2 separate regions of the Sus scrofa genome follow, and region 1 is linked to region 2. Evidence: chromatin contacts called from public Hi-C data. All regions are on one chromosome and are shown on one strand. The core of a region is the stretch at or near the end of the contact, and the rest is flanking DNA. Distances in the headings are between cores, read along the strand shown.

Region 1 (5,377 bases), core at 643-3,142, 77 kb after region 2:
AACAAACAATCCAGTTGAAAAATGGGCAAAAGTCCTAAACAGACTTTTCTCCAAAGAAGACATATGGATGGGCAACAGGCCCATGAAAAAATGCTCCACATCTGTAATTATTACAGAAATTCAAATCAAAACTACAGTGAGGTACCACCTCACACCGGTCAGAATGATTATCATTAATAAGTCTACAAATAAAAAATTCTGGAGAGGGTGTAGAGAAAAATCCCACAATTTCCACTGTTGATGGGAATGTAAATTCATACAATCGCTATGGAAAACAGTATGGTGGTACCTCAGAAAACTAAATATAGAACTACCACATGATCCAGCAATCGCACTTCTGGGCATATATCTGGACAAAACTTTTAGACTGCTTTGGGTATTATGGCCATTTTAATGATATTAATTCTTCCAATTCAGGATCATGAGATATCTTTCCATTTCTTTGAATCCTCTTTAAAAAAAGAAAGAAATCTCAATGTTAAAAAAACTTGCTTAAGCATATGCTATTTTTAATAAAACTTAGGCAAGTCTAGTTAGCCTATCAACAACAACAACAACAACAACAACAAAAACAATGCAAATAAAAGTACAAAAGTCAGTATGACGGATAACTTGCACTGGAGCCACAGACAGGAGGACAGAAGAGAAGAGTATGTTAATATACATTTAAACAATTGTCAGTGTTCTAGTTCTTGGCCTGGATGTTGGGTTCACAGATATTTATTAGTTATTGAAATGAATGAGTGAACAAACAACTAAGTAAAATAAAAGATGGCTCACACATGGATCAGTGTTGAAAGTTGTGTCACGACTCACAAATTAATTCAAATCTGTATACCACAGGTTCATTTAAAAACCAAGCAAGAGAATAAAAAAATTCAAAAAGCTAAAGTTGATTTTATCTGTTTAATTTTTTAATTTTTCCAGCTGGAGAAATAAAAGGCATAATGAATCTATTGTACATGCTTAAAAATAGCAATTGAATGGAAATTTATTTTTGGAGGATTTACAATCTAATGTCATTACTAGCAATCGCAGGATGTGTGGCACACAGTTTAGTACTTGCCTCTTCTAAATCCAGCTTTTATTAGAATTTTGTTTGTGATGAGGGGATGGGCAGGAATGTTCCCTCAGAGAGATGCTGTTTCATTAACATAATATATAGATCATTCTGTCCGTAGAGACTGATTCTTCTATGTGATACTATTAGGTTTTTATCTTTTAATGATGATTTTGTTTCTTGTAACTTCCTGTTGTTCCCATTACAATTATATCTTTATAAAAGAAGCAGAGTTACTGCAGTCTATGTGAAGGTGACATTATAATTATTACCTTTATTAGGCAATCAGGATTCAGGCTACCCAGACTGAATGAACTAGAAAAACTGGACAGTCATTTACTTTATGTGATTTATATCATCTTGATCCAAATAATTTAAACTATTAAACTAGGAGCTTAGAACCATATCTCAATAGGGAATTATGTTCTTCATAAATATAATTCAGACCCTCTGGTCTCCCATGTTGAATGATGAAAATGTCCAAGGTAGTAAAAACTTATGGTTGGAACAGACCTCAGATGAGGTATCACAAAGATCAGAGTCTCAAGTGAGTGCATGTGTGTTCGGAGTTTTCTGGTGGGGAGAGCACTCTACAGATACAGGTCGGAATATCTCTGTGCTCTTTCCCCAAGTACCTGTATGAATAGAAACAGCTCAACATTTTTGTTTCCTTCAGGCCTTTATTACAAATTGTAGGGTTTAAAAAAAAAATCTCTTTCTATTCCTTTCTGCTAGTGTCCTACATGAAAATACTGGAGCCCCAGGACGGGGCTTACCACTGCATTGCTTGTATTGCAGTGCCAGCTCCAAGGCCAGACAGCAAATATACGCTGAATGACTGACTAGCCCCATTAGGCAGTGAAGCTGCTTTAGCAATCAGTCTCCTAAAATAGGGTTATTTACTTGTTGAAAACATGCTTTTCACATTGGCTTAGCTCTTTAATTGACACAGGCCCACTGCCACTCTGCTGTGACACAGATCCCTTTCTGAACACTCCCCAGCTTTTCTGACCTCCATTTCACATGGAGACACATTGACAACCACATCCATTTTCATTCAACGGCACTGCCCTGCCTTACCCCTACCTCTACATTGCAATTCTTTGATTCTTTATTATAGATCTAACATGCCCCAGCCTGGTCTGGGAGTCCTTGGCTTTAGATTATAAATAGGGCTGCAACTCAAGTGGAATCTTGTTTGTTTACTAGACTGCTTTTGAGGTTGTTCAAACCCAAATAGCCAGAGGAGAGATGGAAACTTAATTTGTTTCAGGCTTCAGTGCCTGGAGGCAAGGCAGACTCTCAGTTTCCCATGAGCAGACAACTAAATGTTTTCAACCTGGGTGAGCAAAAAAGACTTTGTATACAAGCCATACAGGCATTTCCCAACAAGTTCAGCTCAGATTCAAATGACAGTTACCTGTCATACACTGAATGAGATCCAGCTACCCAGGGAGTTGAGCAATTGTTTGCTTGTTCAATACATTAATCCTCGACTTAAACAGAGGCACACATTACAGAAAGTACAGCAAACACTCCATGTGCCAAACATGATGAGGCTTCTTCCTGCTCTTCTCTGCCCTTACCTTCACCAATCCCTACTGGAATAACAAGTTCTAAAGTTCTTTCTGCTGTCCTGGAAGCTGTTATTGTGGAGACAAAAAGCTATAGTTAGGGCAAATTGAATTGTTATGCAAGACTGAAGCCAGTTGTTTGGAAGAAGGAATCTCAGGCAAGAATTAAGTTGGAAATTTTAATGTGTTAAGTGACATAATATGAAAGAATTACTGTTTTGTGAACCATGTAGAAAGAAAGATGGTAAACTGAGTGTGTCCCAAACAATTTAATTTAATTCAGTGCAGAAATTACTTTTTGAACACCAATCATGAAGCCTTAAATTAGACTACATGTTAGATATTGAATGAGAAGAGAACAGATTCTTCTCAGGAAGTCTATAGTTTGAATATTAATTCACACAGGCCAATGTAATACCTGTAATTAACACAGATACCAGCAAATAATAGGCATTAATAAATTTTATGCCATTGCATTATTATTGTATTGTGTTATTATTATTATTATTGTGACAAGTATTATACTACTGCTATGCAGTGAAAAATATTATAGGGCTGTCTTCATATTTTTATTTTGCCCATGGGAGGCTTATAAGAGAAAGCAATACAGTAACTGACTCTTTTTTTTTTTTTTGTCTTTTAGTAACTGATTCTTGAATGGTGATCCTGCCAGCAGGAAGAAGGAAAGGACATTAAGATAGAAGGAATGGCATATACAAAACATCCATGGCATAAAGAAACAACCAGTTCAGTGGCAAGAAATATCCAGATCCTTCTTGGTAGGCCAGGGTACTTTTGGCAAGAGAACATTCCTCTGTACTAAGGTCCAGACCTAGTAGTCCTTGTCCAGGGTAGACCAGATCCTTCTTGGTAGGCCAGGGTACTTTTGGCAAGAGAACATTCCACTGCACTAAGGTCCAGACCTAGTAGTCCTTGTCCAGGGTAGGATAACTTGAGACAGTATAGGGAGGTTTTGAAACACAGTAAAAGAATGCATCCAAAGTAAGCAAAAAGCAATGCCAGTGGTCAAGTCTGAAGAGCCAGCTGAAGCTGTGGGTGGGCTAATGAGTAATGCAGTAAAAAGTAATAGGGATTGAAGTGTGTCAAACGCAGATCTAGAAATAAGTTGGAGGGAAGGGCATTTTATTTCGATCGTGATTGGCACCACTGAAAGTGGATGAGAGACAAGAAGGAAAAGTACCAGTTAGAAAGCACTGCAAAATTTAAGTAGATGATAACGACCTGAAATAAGACAGCAATACTGGGTTCAAGTGTGAGAAAAATTTAGGAAGCAAACTGCATCACACTTGATAAACAATGGATATGTGATTGAGAAGATAGTTGTAAAAATGCTGCCGTGGTGCCCAGGAACAACACCTTGCAGAGTTTGGGATACAGACTAAACCTGTGACTGGTATATATTGACCCAACAGCTAGAGCATCAGGAGTCTGAGAAGCAAAGAAAGGAAGTAACATTAGCCTCTATCATCATTCTTAATGAACAACCCATCTGTTTGTTTATATTTCCCGTCACCTTTGGTTCTGCCAAATTAGAGGTCCAAATTCTCAGTGGGGGAATGTTTGTATTAGTGGACATATAAGTCCATCAGTGGACTGAAATAGAAGGCATGACTTGAAGCTACCACATCACTTTGAGATCCTTGTGCTAGTGCCTTGCAGATAAAGATCCAGGTAAAAATGACCCTGACAGTAAATAATGCTGGAATGTGATTAATTCTCAAAGAGAAAAACATAAAAGAATGCTGCAGAAATCTAGATGATGGGGAAGTTTGGAAATGCAGAAGTGTAAAGATAAAAGGCCAAAAGATTGGGCAATGCATAAAGGCTAATCAGAACAAATAATAATGAGAGAGCTACATATTTTATTGTATCAAAATATTGTCAAATACCCCTTTGAAAGTGTGTCTGCTGGAAATAAAGGTGCATCTGTGTACAATCTAGTTATATTTTCTTGGACTTGGAGTGATATCATCTCATCCTTATTCTTAATAATGATGATGAGATAACCCCTGACGGCAAAATCCTAACACATTTTTTTTCTATTGCCATGAATGCCCATTGGATAGAACTTCTGTGTCTATAGACAAGATTTATTTTTGCACTACTCTCAGTTATCTATGTCTTACTAAGTTGTATTAAGAGCTTCCACAGATTTAACATTTTAAAATGGAGAGGGACATGCTATAGACAATGTGCACTTCCCATCCAAGTACAATTTTTCTTTGCATAGTTGTCGTAGTGGTAATATTTCTGTTAACATGTGTGATATAAACAGGTTACTGTTACATAACTAAAAACAAGTTAAATCCTGAAGAACCAAAAAATAAAACAATGTGTAAATTATTTAGAAGGTGCTGGTGCAAGACTCTGGCCTTAGCATCAAACAAACCTGAATTCTAGTTCTATGTTTTTACTATTTATCAGCTGACTGACCTTGGACAAGTCATTTAACCTCTTTCGGTCTCAGTTCCTTCCATCTGTGAAATCAGGCACTGGAACAAATGCTTTCTAAAGCATCCCCTCCTCTTGCCCCCTGGACTCATATCTGTAGACAAGAAGCAGTGACTGTTGATGTGAGGTATCATGTAATGTCTCTTGTGGATAATCCATACATGGATAATTGAGACTTGGCTTCAAATGAGCAGTGTGATTACAGTTACCAACCTAAATGATTCCAGCAAATGACAAGTCTTTAGGGCTTTTGAAATGCCACCCATTTTAC
Region 2 (4,888 bases), core at 1,257-3,756:
AAAAATCCAATTTAAAAAAATGGTCAGAAGATCTAAATAGGCATTTCTCCAAAGAAGTCAGACAGATGGCCCAAAAAAACACATGAAAAAATGCTCAACATTACTAATTATTAGAGAAATGCAAGTCAAACTTACAATGAGGTATTTATTGCCTCATACCAGTCAGAATGGCAATCATCAAAAAGTTTACAAATATTAAATGCTGCAGAGGGTGTGGAGAAAAGGGAACCCTCTTCCATGTTGGTGGGAATGTAAATTGATGCCACCACTATGGAGAACAGTATGGCGGTTCCTTAAAAAACTAAATACAGAGCTACTGTGTGATCCAAAAATCCCACTCCTGGGCATCTATTTGGAGAAAAACGTAATTTGAAAATATACATGCACTCCCAATGTTCATTGCAGCACAATTTTACAATATCCAAGACATGAAAGCAACCTGAATGTCATTGACAGAGGAATGGATAAAGAAGTGGTATATACACACAGTGGAATACTACTCAGCCATAAAAAGATGAAATAATGCCATTTGGAGCAAGACGGGTGGACCTAAAGATTATCATACCAAGTGAAGTAAGTCATACAGAGTAAGACAAATATATATCATTTATATGTGGAATCTAATAAAGCTGATATCAAAGAACTTATTTATAAAACAGAAACAAACTCACAGATTTCAAAACCAGTCTTACAGCTACCATAGGTGAAACCACCGGGGGAGGTAGAAATTGGGAGGGTGAGAATAACATATACAGACTACTGTATAAAATAGACGATTTAACAAGAACCTACCATTTGGCACACATACACCAAAAGGTAGTACAAAGTAGTGCTTCCAATTCATAGCTGGTCATCTAAATTCACCCAGAGAGCTTTAAAATGTATATAGAAATCCGAACCCAACTGCAGACAGAGCTTCCAGAAATAAGGCCCAAGTGTGTGTCTATTTAAAAAATCCCCTGTGGCCATTCTGATGATCAGCTGCAGTGTAGATCTACTGCTTAAAAATTTGCACGCTAATATATGGGGAGCCAATTTGTGTATTTTAAATTGCATGTGTAATCTTGAAAAATGAGCTCATAATTTTTCTTTGATATGATTTCTAAATGCTCAAAATAATCTAGATATTCAGTAGACTTTCTTGTCAATAGCCATTTGGAAATCCCTTCACTAATAATTAGTCAAGAAAAAGTAAGAGATGTTAATCAGTTTATCTCTAAATGATTGTATTTTAGTGGGAAACAAAAGATGAACCTAAAGAATTACTAAGTGTGGCCTGAGGATGAGCCAACAATTATAATAAAAGAAAAAAACTTCATGGAATTTCCATTGTGGCTGAGCAGATTGAAGATGCAGCATAGTTTCTGTGAGGATGTGGGTTCAGTCCCTGGCCTCTCTCAGTGGGTTAAGGATCCAGTGTTGCTGCAAGTAGAGCTGTAGGCTCCAGATATGACTTGGATCTGGTGTTGCCTTGGCTGTGCTGTAGGTCTCAGCTGCAGCGCCAATTCAACCCTCAGCCTGGGAACTTGCATATGCCATAGATGCAGCTGTAAAAAGAAAAAAAAAAAAAAAAAAAAAAAAGGCAGTTGTAAGAAGAATTCCAGTTGCTTCTCCAGTGCTTTCTTAGAAGCCCCAAAGAATCTAAAAAACCTTCAGGAAGCTCCTGTTGATTATCTCAGCTGCCTGAAGCCCTGGAATGGGGGAATCCATCCAGAAGCTACTGTGAATTTTATATCAGATATTTGCCCATGCTTCTAGTAATCACCTCTCCTTTTCTTAGAGAAGGAAACTCTAATCCACACTCAAATACAGAATATACAGAAAAAATTATTCTGGGAGATGTAGTTTCCAGATTCTTCTTTGTTATACAGGAAGATGTACCAAGAGAGAATCTGACAATCTTTAAATGTTTAGAATAAGAAAAAATGAAAATAAATAAGCTGAATATTTAAATTGGTTGGGGTTCATTCAGGGAAACAAATCACTCTTGGTATTTCAACAGGAAGAATTTACTTATTTATTTTTTAAATTTTAATTTCTTTATATATATTTTCTTTCTACTGCAACACATGGTAACCCAGTTACACATACATGTATACATTCTTTTTTCTCACATTATGTGTTCCATCATAATTGACCAGACAGAGTTCCCAGTGCTACACAGGGAGAATTTATATCTTGTATTTCTTTGCTCAGTGTTTCCTGTAAATGATCAATCTTTGCCTCCAGTTTATTTCCAATGTCTTGCGTCATTTTCAGCATCAACAGTCTAAAGTCTTTTTCCTGGAGGCTAATAACCTCCTCCTTGCTTAGCTGTTTTTCTGGGGTTTTTTCCTTTCTCCCTTATCTGAGTTGTGGTTCTCTGCCTTTTCATTTTTACAGGTTTTTGCTGTGGTGTCCTTTTTGCAGACAATAGAGTTGTAGCCTCACTTCTTATGTCTGTCCCCGTTGTGGCTGAAGTTGGTACAGGAGCTTGCTGTAGACTTCCTGGTGGGAGGGACTGGTCCTTGCCCACTGGTAGGTGGGGCTAATTCCTATCCCTCTGGTGGGTGGGGCTAGTCTCTGGGTGAGAGTAGAGGTGGCTGTGTGCCTGGGGGTGTTTAGGCAGCCTGTTTACTGATGGGTGGGGTGTGATCCCACCTGGGATTATTGTTTGGCCTGGGGCTTCTCAACGCTGATAGGTGGGGCCAGATTTTCCTAAAATGGCCCCCTCCAGAGAAACACATTCTGATGAATATTCCCGAGAACTCTGCCTCCAATGCTCTTCCCCCACAACAAGCCACAGTCACCCCCTGTTTCCCCAGGAGATCCTCCAAGTACTGCAGTCAGGTCTGACCCAGATTCCTATGGTGCCTTTGCTCTGCCCTGGGACCCAGCGCATGTGAAAGTCTGTGTGCACCTTTCAAGAATGGGGTCTCTGTCTCCCCTAGTCCTGTGGAGCACAAGCCCCACTGGCCTTCAATGCCACATGCTCCAGGGGCTCTTTCTCCCAGTGCCAGATCCTCATGCATGGGGATTTGACGTGGGGCTCAGAACTCTCACTCCTGCATGTGAGTCTCTGTGATACAGTTACTTTCCAGTCTGTGGGGCTTCCCATCTGGGAGGTATGGGGTTGCTTATATTGTGTAATTTTCCCTCTTACCTCTTGATGTGGCCTCCTCTTTGTCTTCTGGAGTAGGATATCTTTTTGAAAGTTTCCAGTCCATTTGGCTGAAGGTTGCTCAGCCTTTGGTTGTAATTTTGTTGTTTCTATACGAGAAGTTGAGCTCTAGTCCTTCTATTCCACCATCTTAGTCCCGTCTCCCCTCAATGGGAAGAATTTAATGCATGGAATTTGTCATTCAAGTGCTAGAGAACTAAAAAGGAACAAAGGGAACATTAGTAGGGATCTTTAGGAAAAGTTGCTACCATCCTTAGGGGTGGAGAGAATAAAAGAAGAGGCTGAGATGAATAGAATTTAGAAGCTTCCTGGAAGGAGCCTACAAAGTTAGGACTCGGAATTCGAAGAGAGGGTGCCACCTAACTGTCTGCTGCTGGTACCTCAGGGGCTTGGAGGAGGGACTCACAGAATGGGGCTCTAATCTCTGAACAGGGGAGGCTGCCCAGTTGGTGCTGGTACTTCAGAAGATCCAGAGAGGTCTTGTTTTGTCCCAACTCTGACACATCAGGAATCAGCACTGCATGGTTGGTGCTGTGAGGAGGCACAATGAGGTGGGTGGAGGGAGTGTCCCAGTGAGCCGCAAGCTGTAAGCTTTAATTCTTCTGCTGCCAGGATAAAAGGCAAGCAGGGTGGCCTGGTAGGATAAATCAACAAGCGTCAATAAACCAGCCCCTTCACCTGCCATCCAGTCCTCTCACTAGTTCCTTCTATTGAGGTAAAAGGTAGACTTTCTGACAAAGAGAATTGTTTGTTGTTTGCAGAATTTTCATCACAAAGTAGAGTGTAGAATTTTGAACCTGGCACATTATTCAGTGGAAAAATTTTGGAAAATAGCAACAGAATAAGCCAAAAGTATAAGATAGAAATAGTGGAGGGAAGAGAAGACATATATAAAATTGGACATAGACATTGGCTGTAGAAGACCAACAAAACTAAATTTTGAGTCTTTGAGAAAACTAATAAAATAAAACTCTGGGAAGTTTGAGTCATAAAAAGGGAGAAAAAAAAAGAAACATTAGACATTTTTTAAAAAGTAGCTAAAGATACAGCAAAGATATCAAATGTGATGAAAATGTGAACAACTTTATATCAATAAGTTTGGAAACCTCTAACAATTATATCAAAGAAAAATGAAATTACTGAAGTTGATGCATAAGGATACGGAAACATGAATGTTCCTAAAGGATCAACTGACTTTGAAACAATAGTTGAAAATATTCTCACACACAAAAAAGATGAAAACCTCCAGGTTCAGATCCTTTACAATATTAGATAATTCTTGTTTGCATTTGTAGTTTTTGGGTCCTGGATTTCTTTAAACATATCATACATACCTGTTTTGTATTCTGAACCCGATATTTCCAGTATCTACAGTCCCTGAATGGGGAAGTGTCAATAGCTATATTTATTGTTTCTGTCGATACTCACTCTTCGTAGCTTGTGAACTTACTTTGATTTTAATTGGTGTGACATCCATGGACTTAAATGAATGTATCTTTCTTCCAGAGGGAGTTGCTTCTATTTCTGCCTCTGTTTTTACAAGAAGCCAAGATATCCTTAACTTGGGACCATTTTAGCCTTAAGGCTTTAGGCTCATTGTGGATATCAGACTTGGCTTCACCACTCGTGTGCTGGCCCTGGGCTCATTGTTCTAATAGCCATGTGCTATGGGATCCATGCTTCAGACAAGCTGCACACCTACATCCTAGCTGTTCCAACGGGAGCTCC

What was found. Hi-C and Micro-C count contacts between places; a contact is called where the count stands out from the background.
Region 1: a contact with region 2 is called in a Hi-C map of liver, with 2.8 times the contacts expected there. The contact joins two enhancer-like sites. A contact is called at or near these places in 1 of 5 promoter capture datasets (liver) and 3 of 47 Hi-C or Micro-C datasets (liver and skeletal muscle).

What each region holds. Positions count from the first base shown.
Region 1 is chr5:91,110,234-91,115,610 of Sscrofa11.1, forward strand. LOC102159120 (a long non-coding RNA gene) reads left to right here. Exons shown (of 9, transcript XR_002344338.1): 9 at 3,278-4,593. Among named protein-coding and RNA genes, the nearest start is that of BTG1, 300 kb to the left of the region's middle. Within about 2 kb of position 1,893, at least 4 of the 83 cell types and tissues checked have an H3K27ac peak or open chromatin away from gene starts, as enhancers often do. A contact at or near this core is called in liver, where this site is marked.
Region 2 is chr5:91,032,440-91,037,327 of Sscrofa11.1, forward strand. All of the region lies in intron 2 of LOC102159120 (a long non-coding RNA gene), which reads left to right. Among named protein-coding and RNA genes, the nearest start is that of BTG1, 220 kb to the left of the region's middle. Within about 2 kb of position 2,507, at least 7 of the 83 cell types and tissues checked have an H3K27ac peak or open chromatin away from gene starts, as enhancers often do. A contact at or near this core is called in liver, where this site is marked.